Regions from separate parts of the Mus musculus genome. Here regions 1 and 3 are each linked to region 2. Evidence: chromatin contacts called from public promoter capture Hi-C data. All regions are on one chromosome and are shown on one strand. The core of a region is the stretch at or near the end of the contact, and the rest is flanking DNA. Distances in the headings are between cores, read along the strand shown. Region 1 holds the start of Atg9b (autophagy related 9B). Region 2 holds the start of Wdr86 (WD repeat domain 86). Region 3 holds the start of Prkag2 (protein kinase, AMP-activated, gamma 2 non-catalytic subunit).

Evidence for each region. Promoter capture Hi-C pulls out the DNA fragments that hold promoters and counts their contacts. Capture Hi-C pulls out chosen DNA fragments and counts their contacts.
Region 1: a contact with region 2 is called in a promoter capture Hi-C map of pancreatic islet. The contact joins the promoter of Atg9b here to the promoter of Wdr86 in region 2. A contact is called at or near these places in 1 of 39 promoter capture datasets (liver), 1 of 115 datasets of contacts at active chromatin or transcription factors (pancreatic cancer cells) and 1 of 9 other capture datasets (pancreatic islet).
Region 3: a promoter capture Hi-C map of embryonic stem cells shows a contact between it and region 2, with 4 times the contacts expected there. The contact joins the promoter of Prkag2 here to the promoter of Wdr86 in region 2. A contact is called at or near these places in 2 of 39 promoter capture datasets (embryonic stem cells and stem cell-derived epiblast-like cells), 1 of 484 Hi-C or Micro-C datasets (embryonic stem cells) and 2 of 115 datasets of contacts at active chromatin or transcription factors (embryonic forebrain and embryonic stem cells).

What each region holds. Positions count from the first base shown.
Region 1 is chr5:24,389,814-24,393,658 of GRCm38.p6, forward strand. It overlaps Atg9b (autophagy related 9B), which reads right to left and starts at 2,330. Exons shown (of 14, transcript NM_001002897.3): 1 at 1,557-2,330; 2 at 1,391-1,434; 3 at 1,204-1,268; 4 at 649-810; 5 at 1-109. The coding sequence starts at 2,103.
Region 2 is chr5:24,729,042-24,733,268 of GRCm38.p6, forward strand. It overlaps Wdr86 (WD repeat domain 86), which reads right to left and starts at 1,639. Exons shown (of 6, transcript NM_001081441.1): 1 at 1,140-1,639. The coding sequence starts at 1,302. Gm42231 (a long non-coding RNA gene) reads left to right here and starts at 1,949. Exons shown (of 2, transcript XR_880885.3): 1 at 1,949-2,025. RefSeq lists an enhancer at 1,513-2,802.
Region 3 is chr5:25,098,992-25,102,771 of GRCm38.p6, forward strand. It overlaps Prkag2 (protein kinase, AMP-activated, gamma 2 non-catalytic subunit), which reads right to left and starts at 1,651. Exons shown (of 16, transcript NM_145401.2): 1 at 1,020-1,651. The coding sequence starts at 1,133. It overlaps Gm42232 (a long non-coding RNA gene), which reads right to left and starts at 1,012. Exons shown (of 2, transcript XR_880887.2): 1 at 862-1,012. It overlaps 2900005J15Rik (RIKEN cDNA 2900005J15 gene), which reads left to right and starts at 1,984. Exons shown (of 1, transcript NR_027851.1): 1 at 1,984-3,780.

The DNA of each region.
Region 1 (3,845 bases), core at 1,080-3,579, 340 kb before region 2:
CTGGATGTCCCAGTAGCTGAAGAGGTTGCAGACCGAGCGAAGCAGCTGGAACAGCCAGAAGCCAGCAGCCAGGACTAGGAGGAAGACCAACAGGGGACTGTCGTGGATCCTGCAAGAGGTTGGACAGGGAGGGTAACATAAAGGTGGGAAACCCACAGAAAGGAAACGGTCACAGAAGGGCTGAGGAGGGGTCCTCAGTGAGCCCTTGAGAAATGCCCACAAAGTTCACACTTCACAAACGACATTCATGCCCTCTGCTGTTTGTATTCTCAGTCTTCCATGGGTGTACAGTGGGCTATGTCACATCATCTTGACAGCCCATGTAGCCTGCACTTGTGCATTCCTAACCTTTAAAGATGTCCCCAAGGCTAGGAATGTGGCTGAGTAGTACTGTGCTTGCCCAGCATGCCAGGAGCCCTAGGTTTGCTCCCCAGCAACAAAAATAAACAGTTGTCCTCACCATTAATTTCTAATAAGGTAAGTAGGAATGTGACTCGTAATTCAAGGCTCTCTGAGACTCCCAGCCAACTTGGGGTATGTTTTTAAACACTGAAAATTGATCTAGGCCAAGAGGCAGTGTGGGGAGGTCCCTTTCTTCCTATCCTTTTGTGACCTTACTCCAGAGGCAGCCACTAGATTGTCACTTACTTCTCTGCACACTGGGCCGAGGGTAGAATGGCATCTGACAAGGTCACTTTGCTGTGTAATGGTCCACGTCTTGTATGGTTCTTTGGTTGGTTGTTGAAGAGAACATTGTAATCCACGCAGCGAAGGAGGAAGGTTGTAAAGGTGACAATGAAAATGAACTGCCTGAGGAAAGGATGCAGGAGAGGTCTGCTCAGGCTAGGGGCATGACGGACGGACAGACTCCTAGCCCAGACACCAGACAGGCTGCAGCTCTATTTGGCCCCCTGGCCCTTCAGAGCCCCAACCAAGCCTAAAACTGAAAAGAAGAGCTGGGGCATAGCTCAGTTGACAGAGTCTGCCTAGCATATAAAGCCCCGGATTTCATCTCCGGCACCACGTAAACTGGGTACAGTACTGTGCCTGTAATTCTAGCACATAGGAAGTGGAGGCAGGAGGGACAGGAATTCAAGTCTAGCCTAGGATACATGAGACCCTGGGTCAAAAAATCAATAAAGTAGAATAAATACTAAAATCAAGAAGAAAGAGCAGAGCTTAGGGATAGGACTGGCTTCTCACCCCAGCTGGAAGACATCCTCCAGCAGGATACAGGCAAAGCCATTCCGCTGATGATAGCTGTAGATGTGGCAAGTTTGTCAAGAAATTTGCCTAAGCCTACGGACTCTTCCCGTAGAAACTTCCCCCACTCTTCCCTGCTCCACAGTCCCCCCACCATGCCCCTCTGCATGCTGGGCACAAAGGATATCTTGGTGAAAAAACTGTCCAGGTTCTGGATGTGATGCCAGGAACCTGGGCACAGAGAAACAGTGTCAAGACTTGGCATTGTCCCATTTGTGATTAATTTCTCTATCAAACCCAAACCTGCCTCGACCCCCTAACCCACCCAACCTTCCATATACCCACACACTCACCGCGGAGTCCTTCGGGTACATGAAGCAAGGGTTGGTGGTCCTCCCCATGGATAGGGGAGTCTTGAGACCCCTCAGGGTCACAGTCCTCTAGCCGTTCATAGTCCTGCTCAGGGATCAGAGGGCCCATCCGCAGCCCAGGATGGTCCTGGGGGCGCGGGCAGGAGGGAGGGGGAGTGGCCGAGGCCAGGGGTGGGGTGGAGTGGGACCCCCACGAGGGGGAAGCAGAGGTGTGTATCATTGTGGGATGGGCCTGCGTTGAGGGTGTGGTCGGGGTGGGTAAGACATTGTGTGGAGTCTGAGAAGCCCCTGCCTCCTGAATCACCAGGCAGGGAGACCCTGAGGCCGGAGGGAACACTGAAGAGGAGCAGCTTCTTGTGCGAGGGGCAGGGGACAGAGAGAAGACAGAGATCCTCCTTCCCCCAGTTCCCCGGCATGGAGAAGCAGGCAGTGGCAGTGCCATAGGGAGCAGAGGCACTGAGCTGGGCCCCAAGTCTCCCCACCGCCCCCGTTGCCTCCTGCTCCCCCCCCACCCCGTTCGTCTCACCATCAGGCCGCAGCTTCTCTTGAGAGGTTGAAGGGACTGGACTGCTGTTGTTTCCACAGAGGTCAGTGAAGCTGAGCGGAGACTTCAACAAGGAGCAGGACAACAACAGCACTAGGTGACTCAGGCTGGGCAGGCCTCAGGCATGCCAACCCTCAGCCACCTGTGTGATCACTCACACTCCTTGCAAGGCAACCTGGGGCCCAAGCCCCATGCCTGGGACGGACACCAGTTTAGGAGGCAGGGGCTCAAGAGCTATTGGGATTAGAAGAGACACCTATGATCTCTGCTTTCAGTCCTCAAGGGCACAAGTGGCAAAGACAGGGCAGCTGCAACAAAAATAATATGCACAGAGAGCAAAATCCTATCAGAGGGCTCTAGCATGTGCAGACAAAATAGTGAAGCTCTCGTTCCTACAATTGCACTCCCATCCCTTCACACCTGTGGGCACCAGTCAGTAGAGAATGATTTAAGGCCACATGCCCAAACAGGAGGTGCATTCAGATTTCCCAGCACTTAGGAGGAGACAGAGTAGCGGGATCAGGAGACTGAAGCTGTTCTGGGCAACATCTGACCCTATCTTAAAAAAAAAAAAAAAAAAAAAAAGCTGTATATTTTCTTTCTCTGAATGAAAGAGGGCAGACTTTGTGGTTAGCCAGGAGAAAACAAGGAGTAAAAGGAAGGAGTGCTAGCCATCCTAGATTGGAGCTTAAGGAAAAAAGGCTGGTTCCTTGAGAGTTCCACTGTATCTTCCTTATCCTCTTGAACCCTGATGTACTCTCCTCCAGTCCTGACCTGGTGTCGGGGCCTCCTGAGACACGTCAGCGCAGGAAGGCAGGGGCCTTGAGAGGATAATTTGGGTGTGTGGGGATGGACTGGCTCAGTTGAGTTCTTTGTTGTTGCCTCACCCGGGAGGAGGAGGCCCAGGTGGCTGGTCTGATGGCTTGCCCAACGCCATTCCCAAGGCCATGAGTCACCAACTGCCCTACTGAAGCCCATGCCTGAGATATTGACTTATGGAGCAGGTGTCAGGGCCTCCAGCGATCAAGCCAGTATCTCAGAGGCGGAGAGGAAAACTGTGCTTCCTAGAGCATTTCCTGGAGGAGCGTGGAGGACATCCATGGAACATCCCACAGGTTTATCCCAGACTGCCTGATTTTCTTATATAACAAGAGTTCATGACTCCCATACTTTTGTGTCTAGGTAAGGTGCAAAGCTATGCTTTGTGGCAAAATGGAATCCCAAGGAAGTGGGCGTGGGGGGGTACCCCGGTGGCAGGAAATTCCCATGATCTTTCTGAGACCTCTAGAGAGAGAGAGGTTAAGTGTGGCTTTAGCTGGTACCTCCCTCTGACATTACTCACATATAGTATATACTTGCTTAAGACTACCTCTACACACATCCTTATCTCCTCAGCCCCAAACTCAAGCAAATTCTGGCTCATTGCTCTGTCTAGTTTCACTCTGCTCATTCCAGAGCATGACTTTGCGACCCTCAGCTCAAGAAAAATTGAGTCCCGGAAGCACCACCAATAAATGACAATGATACTAGTAACATAACAATGTTCAAATGTCCAGATGGATTACCAGAGAGTAAATGTGAGCTAGAAACAGCACCCCCTGGTGGACAGTGGACAATAGCGTGCCTTTCTCGCGTGGAGGGGAACGGGTATGAGTCAGAGCCACTCCCACCAAGAAACCACAGCCCAGTGGAGGAGTTAAAACAAAAATAATAATTACACAGAAGGC
Region 2 (4,227 bases), core at 389-2,888:
AGCCTGGTCTACAAAGTGAGTTCCAGGTCAGCCAGGACTACACAGAGAAACCCTGTCTCGAAAAACCAAAAAAAAAAAAAAAAAAAGAAAAAGAAAAAGAAACCAAAATCAAACAAACGGCCAATTCTAAGGTTCTCCTTGGGAGAATCCTTAGAGCTAGCCCTAAGAACCCGAACTCCTGAAAACCCCAGACAGTCTTTCCTTGGGAAGCAACATATTTTACTTAAGCTAACAGCTCTCCTCCTGTGTGAGGCCTGTCAGTGAACACTGGTTGTGTGTGGAGGTTAGAATATGGACCACTTTGTAGCCAATTCCCCATCTTCACACCAGCTCCCAAATACCTGTCAATTCAATGTTCCTCCCTTTGGAGCCATGAACTACCTTATACTGTTTTCACTTCAAACTGATAGCGTAGGAATGAAGCAGTTTTGAAGGTAACTGTTTCACTGGAAGGGCTTGGGCCAGGCCACCCAGCATTTGCTGATCAGGGAGGAAAAGCTGAAGATAAGGAGCGGTACCTGTGCAAAAACCTTGGCATGCCTCCTCTAGTCCGCATGTGCGACTGCAAAGGCCAGCAGCCGGCCAGGGGCACCCCATAATGCAGGGTGGGAGCACCCAAGACAAGGCTGGCCAGAGTGAACAGAATATGAATCAACAGGTGGATACGAAAGACACATTATGCATTTCCGTGCATGATAGTTCTCGTTTCATTTCAAATATGCAAGATAGACTTCCCTATTCCCCAGAAGTTTGAACCAATCCTCTTTCTTCTGGCCATACTTGAAATGAGGCCAACAAGGAGCTTGGGGGTGGGGAGGAGTGGGGGTTCAAGTCTCAAGGGTGCCCTTCAGCCCTGGGCAAGTCCCTAACATGGTAACACCGGTTCCGTGTAAGGATTTCATGGGACTGGTTGACAAAAGGATCTTTCATTGGGGTGCGCGCTTTGGTGCGACCCACACACTCGGGCTCCTCACGGCTTCCCGCCAAGAGCTCAAGGGCTGGGGGAGCTCCTGGATGAGCAGGAGCTAGAGCCCTACTCTTCCAGAAGGGGGCTGCGGGGCCCGGAAGAGTGAGGTCTGGGTGCGGTGCAGGTGAGCGTGAAGAGGCGGGAAAGGTCGCGAGCACGCGCGCCCATCTACCTTGAAGGAGCGCGCAGCACTGGCCGTCCACGGTGCTCCAGAGGCGGGCTGTGCCGTCCTCGCTGCCCGTCAGCAGGCGCTGCCCGTCGGGGCTCAGGCTCAGCCAGTTGATGCCCCCGCGGTGGTCCGCACAGACCCTCAGAGCCGACCCGCTGCTCCCCATCGCTGGCCTGGGGTAAAGAGGCGCTGAGCCCGGCTAGAGAGCGGCGCTCCAGCGTCCGCTCGTGGTCCTGGCCGGGCTCGGCCAGGCAATGGCCATCGTGGGGGGTGGGAGAGCGCCTCGTTCCTGCAAAGGCTCGAGGTGCGGCGGGGAACAAGGATTATGACTCTCCACCGGTGTCCTCCGCTCTCTCAGCTCCGATGCAAGGACCCAGGTGAGACCTCCCCTACTCAGAACCTTCTCGGGGCTCAGGAGGGGTGGGCGCTTCTGCGCAGAGGAGCCCACCAGGTCTGAAGCCGGTAGAAGAACCCGAGAAGCGGAGCGCGGAACAATACAATCCAGCCTGGCTCCTCCTCAGAGACCACCCCCCAACCTGTCCCCTCCCACTTTTCGGGCCGCGCGCCAACCCCCACCCCAAGACTCCCTGGTCGTCCTCCGGGAACAGAACTTAGAAGCTATCCGGGTCCCTCGTTGGGGACCGTTTCCACGTGCTTCATGTACGACCCTTCCAACTGCCTAGGCTGGATTCTGTTCCCTGTCACTCTCGCTGACCTTGTCCCCAGAGCCCAAGGCAAGAAGGAGGTGGACCGAAGAGTCTGGAGTCTTAGGAGACCCCCGATGAAGGGCAGAAGCTGCGGAACCCCGAGTACGCCCTTTCTGGGAAATAACAAGCACACCCCAAATTCTACTTGGGCCAGGCTGGATCCTGGCCGTTGGGGGTTGGAGGTAAGACCAGAGGTCAGGTTCGCCCTTCCACCCATCACCACCCCACCCCCAGCTGGGCGCGCGCCTTTGAGGTCCCACTGAGCTCTGCAGGAATCCTATACCCAGCCCGCAGCCCTCCCGGAGCTCAGTCGGCTGGTTCCTATTAGAGCAGTTCCGGGTGCTGACTTTGCTGGGGGCGGGGAGGGTGACCCCCAACTCTGATCCTCCAGGTCCTAAAGATCGCAGAGTTTCTCGAACCCTCCAGGGCTCTTTTTGGAGTCCAGAAAGAAAGGCTGGAAAGAGATGGTTTAGAGGAGGCGGCCCTCGGGGTGATGTGATGACCTGCCTTAATCACTCTGGATGACCCCATTCAATTCCAAGAAAACCCCAGAATGGGTCCCGCGGCACAGCCGGCTTCATTCCCCGAGTGGCAGTGGCGCAACCAAATACATGGGCTTTTTTCTTTCTCCAAACTCTCAATCAGCTTAGGAGACACTGAGGAGCCAGCTGAGGGTGTTAAGGAGTGTTTTGATGGGATCTGGAATGTGGAGCTGGTGAGTACAGGAAGGGTAGAGGACTCAGGAGCCAGAGTGCCCACTAAGGGCCCATCCTGAGTTCATCTGGTACGCTGACCTTTAGAAGGCATTTGCATCATCCCGGTGCGAAGACTGGTGGGTAGCTGGCTGCACAGGAGAGCTCAGCGGGAGTAGGAGTGTGTGAGCAGTGGGCACCCTAGAGCAAGCGTCCTGCATGCTGAGGTGTGGGATAAGGAAACTGAGACTGCTCACCTAGAGAGGAGCCAGAGGATGCAGGGACCTGCATTCTCAGGAGGAAGACTTGTAAAAGATTTTAGGGAACAGCCAGGACTAGGTGGCATGAACACATTCACAGCCTCGAAGAGCTTGGCCAGCAGTGGGTCAGGTAGGGCAGCTACATTTCCAAGGGGTCACGTGGTATGTGTTATGAATATAATGCAGCGGCAGGAGTAGGGGGTCCCTGGCAGTCTCATACCAAAGTGTACCCCTGAGAAAACACACTACGAGACAGACATGGTATAAGAGAGGTTTATTTAGGAGGAGGCGAGGGGAGCTAGGACCTGGAGGAGGGGTAGAGGCAGACAGAGCCACAAGGCAGAGAAGTGGAGACAAAGGACAGAAAGAGAGGCCAGCAGGGAACACATGGGAAGAGAGAAAGAGCGGGGTGAGGGAGTAGAGGTAAGAGTCTCTTACAAGCTGCCAGGCCACCCGCTGATGATGACTTGACTGTTGCTAGGTCCCTGGCAGAAGTCTAGTGTAATTGTTTGTAAACCAATAGTATGAGCACAATGGGACATCTACACTTGTGGTTTGCCCTCTACTCCCCAGAAAACCACCTGTGCGTCCTCAGCCCCTTAGCCACCAATCCCAGAGCCCACAGATTATAGTCAACTGCCTCCATCCAAGATGAAGAGTTCTTATCATTATCGAATCCTCATAGTCGGGCACATCTTTGGATGTTAGAAACAAGTTCAAGGTGACAAAGAAAAAGACCACCATTCCAACCAGAGAGTCCAGACAAGTCAGACTTTTCTCAGAGAGTGTGCTTAGGAAGAGCTTGCACATCAAGACAGGAAGTACAGCCGGGTGGTGGTGGTGGTGCACGCCTTTAATTCCAGCACTTGGGAGGCAGAGGCAGGAGGATTTCTGAGTTGGAGGCCAGCCTGGTCTACAGAGTGAGTTCCAGGACAGCCAGGGCTACACAGAGAAACCCTGTCTCCAAAAAAACCAAAAAACCAAAACAAAAAAAGACAGGAAGTACAGTTGGTTTCTAGTCTAACACTGCTAGAGTCTCCTTTCCCCCACTGGCTGCCGCTGACCTTACCTGGCTAGTCTGAAAGAACTGGCTCATGGGAAATGACAGAGGAAGGGGAAGAGGTCACTGCTCCTGGCAAAAAGGGGTCAGTGCTCTAGACCATCCTAGAATGGACTGGTGGGCCTCTAAGGGAGAGGATAAAAGTCTTACAAGGAGAAAAAAAATGTTCCTAAACACAGTGTTATAGTATTAGATAGAAAAAACTCATATTTGATATTCCTTCCAGTGGAGTTGAGCACTGTGGGCTTCATCTCCAGGAGGCCCAGTGTCTTTGCCCTTTTCCTTTACTGAGTAGCTGGGAAATTCAGCAGGCTATCCCTGGAGACAAGAAAGTTGGGAAGCAGCAGCGCGCGCACACACACACACACACAC
Region 3 (3,780 bases), core at 401-2,900, 370 kb after region 2:
ATGGGAAAAGCCTAGTACTCATTCTTCAGGGTAGTGCTGGCAAGCGGTGCTGCCCATGCTGTGCAGGGTTCAGTGTAGATGCCACCAGGTATCACTGGCAGGTGGGGCTCATGGAGCTGTCCCACACTGCTTAGCATGTTCATTTGTAAAAACCATTGCTTGCTTGGTCGCTGCCAGGATGTAGCCAAGTGGGGTTTCCCTTTGGGTAAAGCTAAAGGCTGGGGTACACCTCCTGAGAATTGATCCCCCTCTACAGAGAGGAGAACAAGTGCCCTTGGGCTACCAGCTAGGGCAAACCAGACTGATGCTCAGCACTGAGCAAGCTATTCTGCATGCTGCTCCCTCCGGCTGTTTAAGTCAATGTCACCAGAGTCCAACCAAGGTGGCAGGGTATTCTGGGCTGAAGTTAGCAATAGCCCTGTATAGTAAGCCGAGAAAACCTCAAGCCCCCAAATTCCACGAGGCACAAAATATTCCTGGAGTCAAACCACGGGAATCACTGCAAAGGGCTCCAGCCGCGACTCACATGCATCCTGAAATTGGTGTGGAGGGAGAGCTATTTGGGGGTGCTGCCTCACCGTGGCACCCCGCGATATTCCCACCCACCACTCCTTTCCTCAGTCCCCGGTGGCGGCGGCGGCTCCTCAACTCACGCTTCCCCGCACTTCACAAGAGGTCCTTTTCAACAAAACAACACAACTCACCACCCCCCTCCCCAGCACCCGCACCGGCCCGATCCAGGGCTACGCCCAGTCCGCCACCAGGCTTTGCGCACCCGGGAGCGCGCTTCTCGTACTCGCTTCCCAGCAGACACCCTTGCCTCTGTCCTAGACAATCCCATAGCTCCACTATAGTACGGACCAAGATCCAATCTCGGGCTCTGCGGCCCAGCTTGGGCCCTGCCCCTCCCCCTCCCCAGCCTCCCGAAGGGACAGGAGGGACAGGACGGCGCGCGCAGAGTGTCCCTTGTTAACCGCCTAGGCGCCGCGGGAGTCTGGAGCTCCAGGGATGGGACTCACCGGAATGTGCACTCGCAGTGACCGCCTCTTCAGGCTAGGGTTCTTTTTGCCACTGCTCCCGCCCGGGCTGGAAACCTCTTTCTTCTTCTTGGTGTCCATGGCTGCGCTTCCCATAACTTTAGCTAGAAGTTAATTCCGGTGCCTCGTCCCCGGGGTTCGGTCCCCTCGCTGCCTCCCAGGACTGCTGCCGTTACACTGGAGCCACGCGCTTTTTATGACTGTCCTCCCACCCTGAAAACACCTCGTGGGGACTTCCGCGGGGAGGGCGGGTGGCGCAGGTAACACGCGGGGCTCCACCCGAGGGGCTGGCAGTCCGCGGAATGCCGGGTTGGAGCGTCCTCTTTCTCCTACGGAATCATTGGGTGCAGAGTCTCGGCCCGTGCTACTTTTGGTTACGCGTGGCAGAAGTCTTGTGCTGGGTGATAAAGTTTTCCTCCTTCTGCAAAGCGAAGCAACATTTTCCACCTCTCGGCTCCTCCCACAAATTCCCAGAGGTAGTCGGCCAGGCAGGTGCAATTAACAACAGCAATTTGGAAAACAGCCTTCTCGTGTCTGTGCCTCGATGGAAACGGTGGCCAGAGACACTTGGTAGAGAAATGCATAACCCTGGGCCGCACAATAAAGCGACAGGGAGCCTGGGACCCGGAGGGCCTCCTCTTTGGGCGAGAGGGAGGGCAGAGGGGGAAGAGGAGGTGCAAAGGCGAAGACTCGTCGCAATTGGGCTGGCGCGTGGCCGCAGGAATAAACTGTGGCGGCGGCTGGCTGGGTTCTGCGGGCCGAAGGGCGCGCCCCAGCCCCTAGGGGAGAATAGGGCAGGGCGCCCGCCCCGGGCGGCCTCTGAGCCGCGGCCCCCGGGACCCGGGGAACTGTGGGGGCCGGGTCTGGCACCAACGTAGGCTCTGGGAGCGCTGGGCGGTGGCAGGCGGCGCGCGCGTTGAACAGGAAGTGCGCGGCGTGCGGCGCCACTGTCCCACTCCACGCGGCCCACGCTGCCCCCGGGTGGTCGCCGTGCACTCTCTGTCTCAAGGTAGGCCAGCTCCGGACTCGCCAGGAGCTGATTCTGATCCATCTGGTTTTGCTGTGTCTCTGTTTAGGTCCAGCCCCCGGAAACACACACCCGCAGCCCGACCACGCCACGATTGAAGCCCCGGGTCAAAGTGGTTCGGGTGACCGCACTCGCTTCTCGCAACGCCGCCCCCCTGCGGCGTAGGGAACCCCATCCTGTCCAGAGCGGCCTGTGGCGTGGTGAGTGCAGGCTTTTCTCCACAACTTGGTTCTTTTCAGATTCATCAAAGATTGCGCAACAAACCTTGATCTTTGGCAAAGGCGCTCTGGTCTCAGTAAATGCTGAAGTCCTAAAACCACGAGAGGAAATGGGTGCGTCGGAGCCTGAAACCAGGGCGAACACGCCACGTGCTCCCGGATCTTCAGAGCCACTGGCTGCAGATCTGGTACTGCGGGCTGCTCAGGGCCCTGGTGTTCCTCCCAGGCAGCAGGACCTTGGCTTCTGGTCTGAGTGAGGGGCGTGCTTCCTCTCCTGCTCAGAATTGAATACCGGCTGACCCCAGTGATCACTCCAGCTCTTTGAAGCTAACATCAGCCCACCTGCTCCCTGTAAACAGTAATACACGGACAGTACCTATAGCATAAACGTGATAGGGGTTCCTTTGACGAAGACATGACACGGGTAAGGAGATGGCCTTTACTCCTCTTCCTGCTCTCCCACCGTAGAGGATGTGGTTACCACTTTAAGACCATGATTTAGTAAAGGACCTGTCTGTCCCATGAGAAACCCATTGCTGGGTCCAGCAATCCCCTGGATTTCCACGGTACCAGCCAAGTTCCTGCAAATTAGGTAAAACCCTACAGCTGGGGGGAAGGGGGCGATCCTTGGTTCATCAGGTAAGTTTGTATACATCCTGCTACCACACTTTCAAAACAAGAATGAAGTACACCTCCTCCCCAGAGCCCCCAACCAGTATCCCTAAGCAGCTTCTGGAGAGTCCTCTGAAGGTTCTAACCCGGTGTCGGTGTCGTCACCCTCCTCCCCAGCCTGGCTCCTCACTAAAGGACTCCCAGGACCCCAAAAGACATCATTCTACTGAGGGTTCAGACTGCTTCTTAGAAGCAGAAGTGAGAGGTTTGGAGGGACGCAATACCAACGTCCAAGGAGGCTACCCTCAGCCACTAAAAAAAGAAAAGAAAAAATCACTCCAGGTTTGTCAAGTGTTCTCTCTCTGTAGGTTGGAATGTTCATCTCTTCATGATGGTGTGCCAGGATGCATAAATGGTACCATGTGATGAGAAAGAAGTGGCTTTGAAAGAAGCAGCCATCAGAAGAGACCAAGAAGACAGAGGAAAGGACTCTGAGGGGAACGTACATGCTCCTTCTATCACCACCTTTCCCTTGGGGTGTGCGTGTGTGTGTGTGTGTGTGTGTGTGTATGTGTGTGTAGCTTGTGTGTGTGTGCACTTGCCTGTGGTAGCTTGTGTGTGTGTGTGCACTTGCCTGTGGTAGCTTGTGTGTGTGTGTATACTTGCTTGTGGTAGCTTTGTGTGTGTGTGTGTATGTGTGTATACTTGCCTGTGGTAGCTTGTGTGTGTGTGTGTGTGTGCACTTGCCTGTGGTAGCTTGTGTGTGTGTGTGTGTGTATGTGTGTGTGTGTGTGTGTGCACTTGCCTGTGGTAGCTTGTGTGTGTGTGTGTGTGTGTGTGCACTTGCCTGTGGTAGCTTGTGTGTGTGTGTGTGTGTGTGCACTTG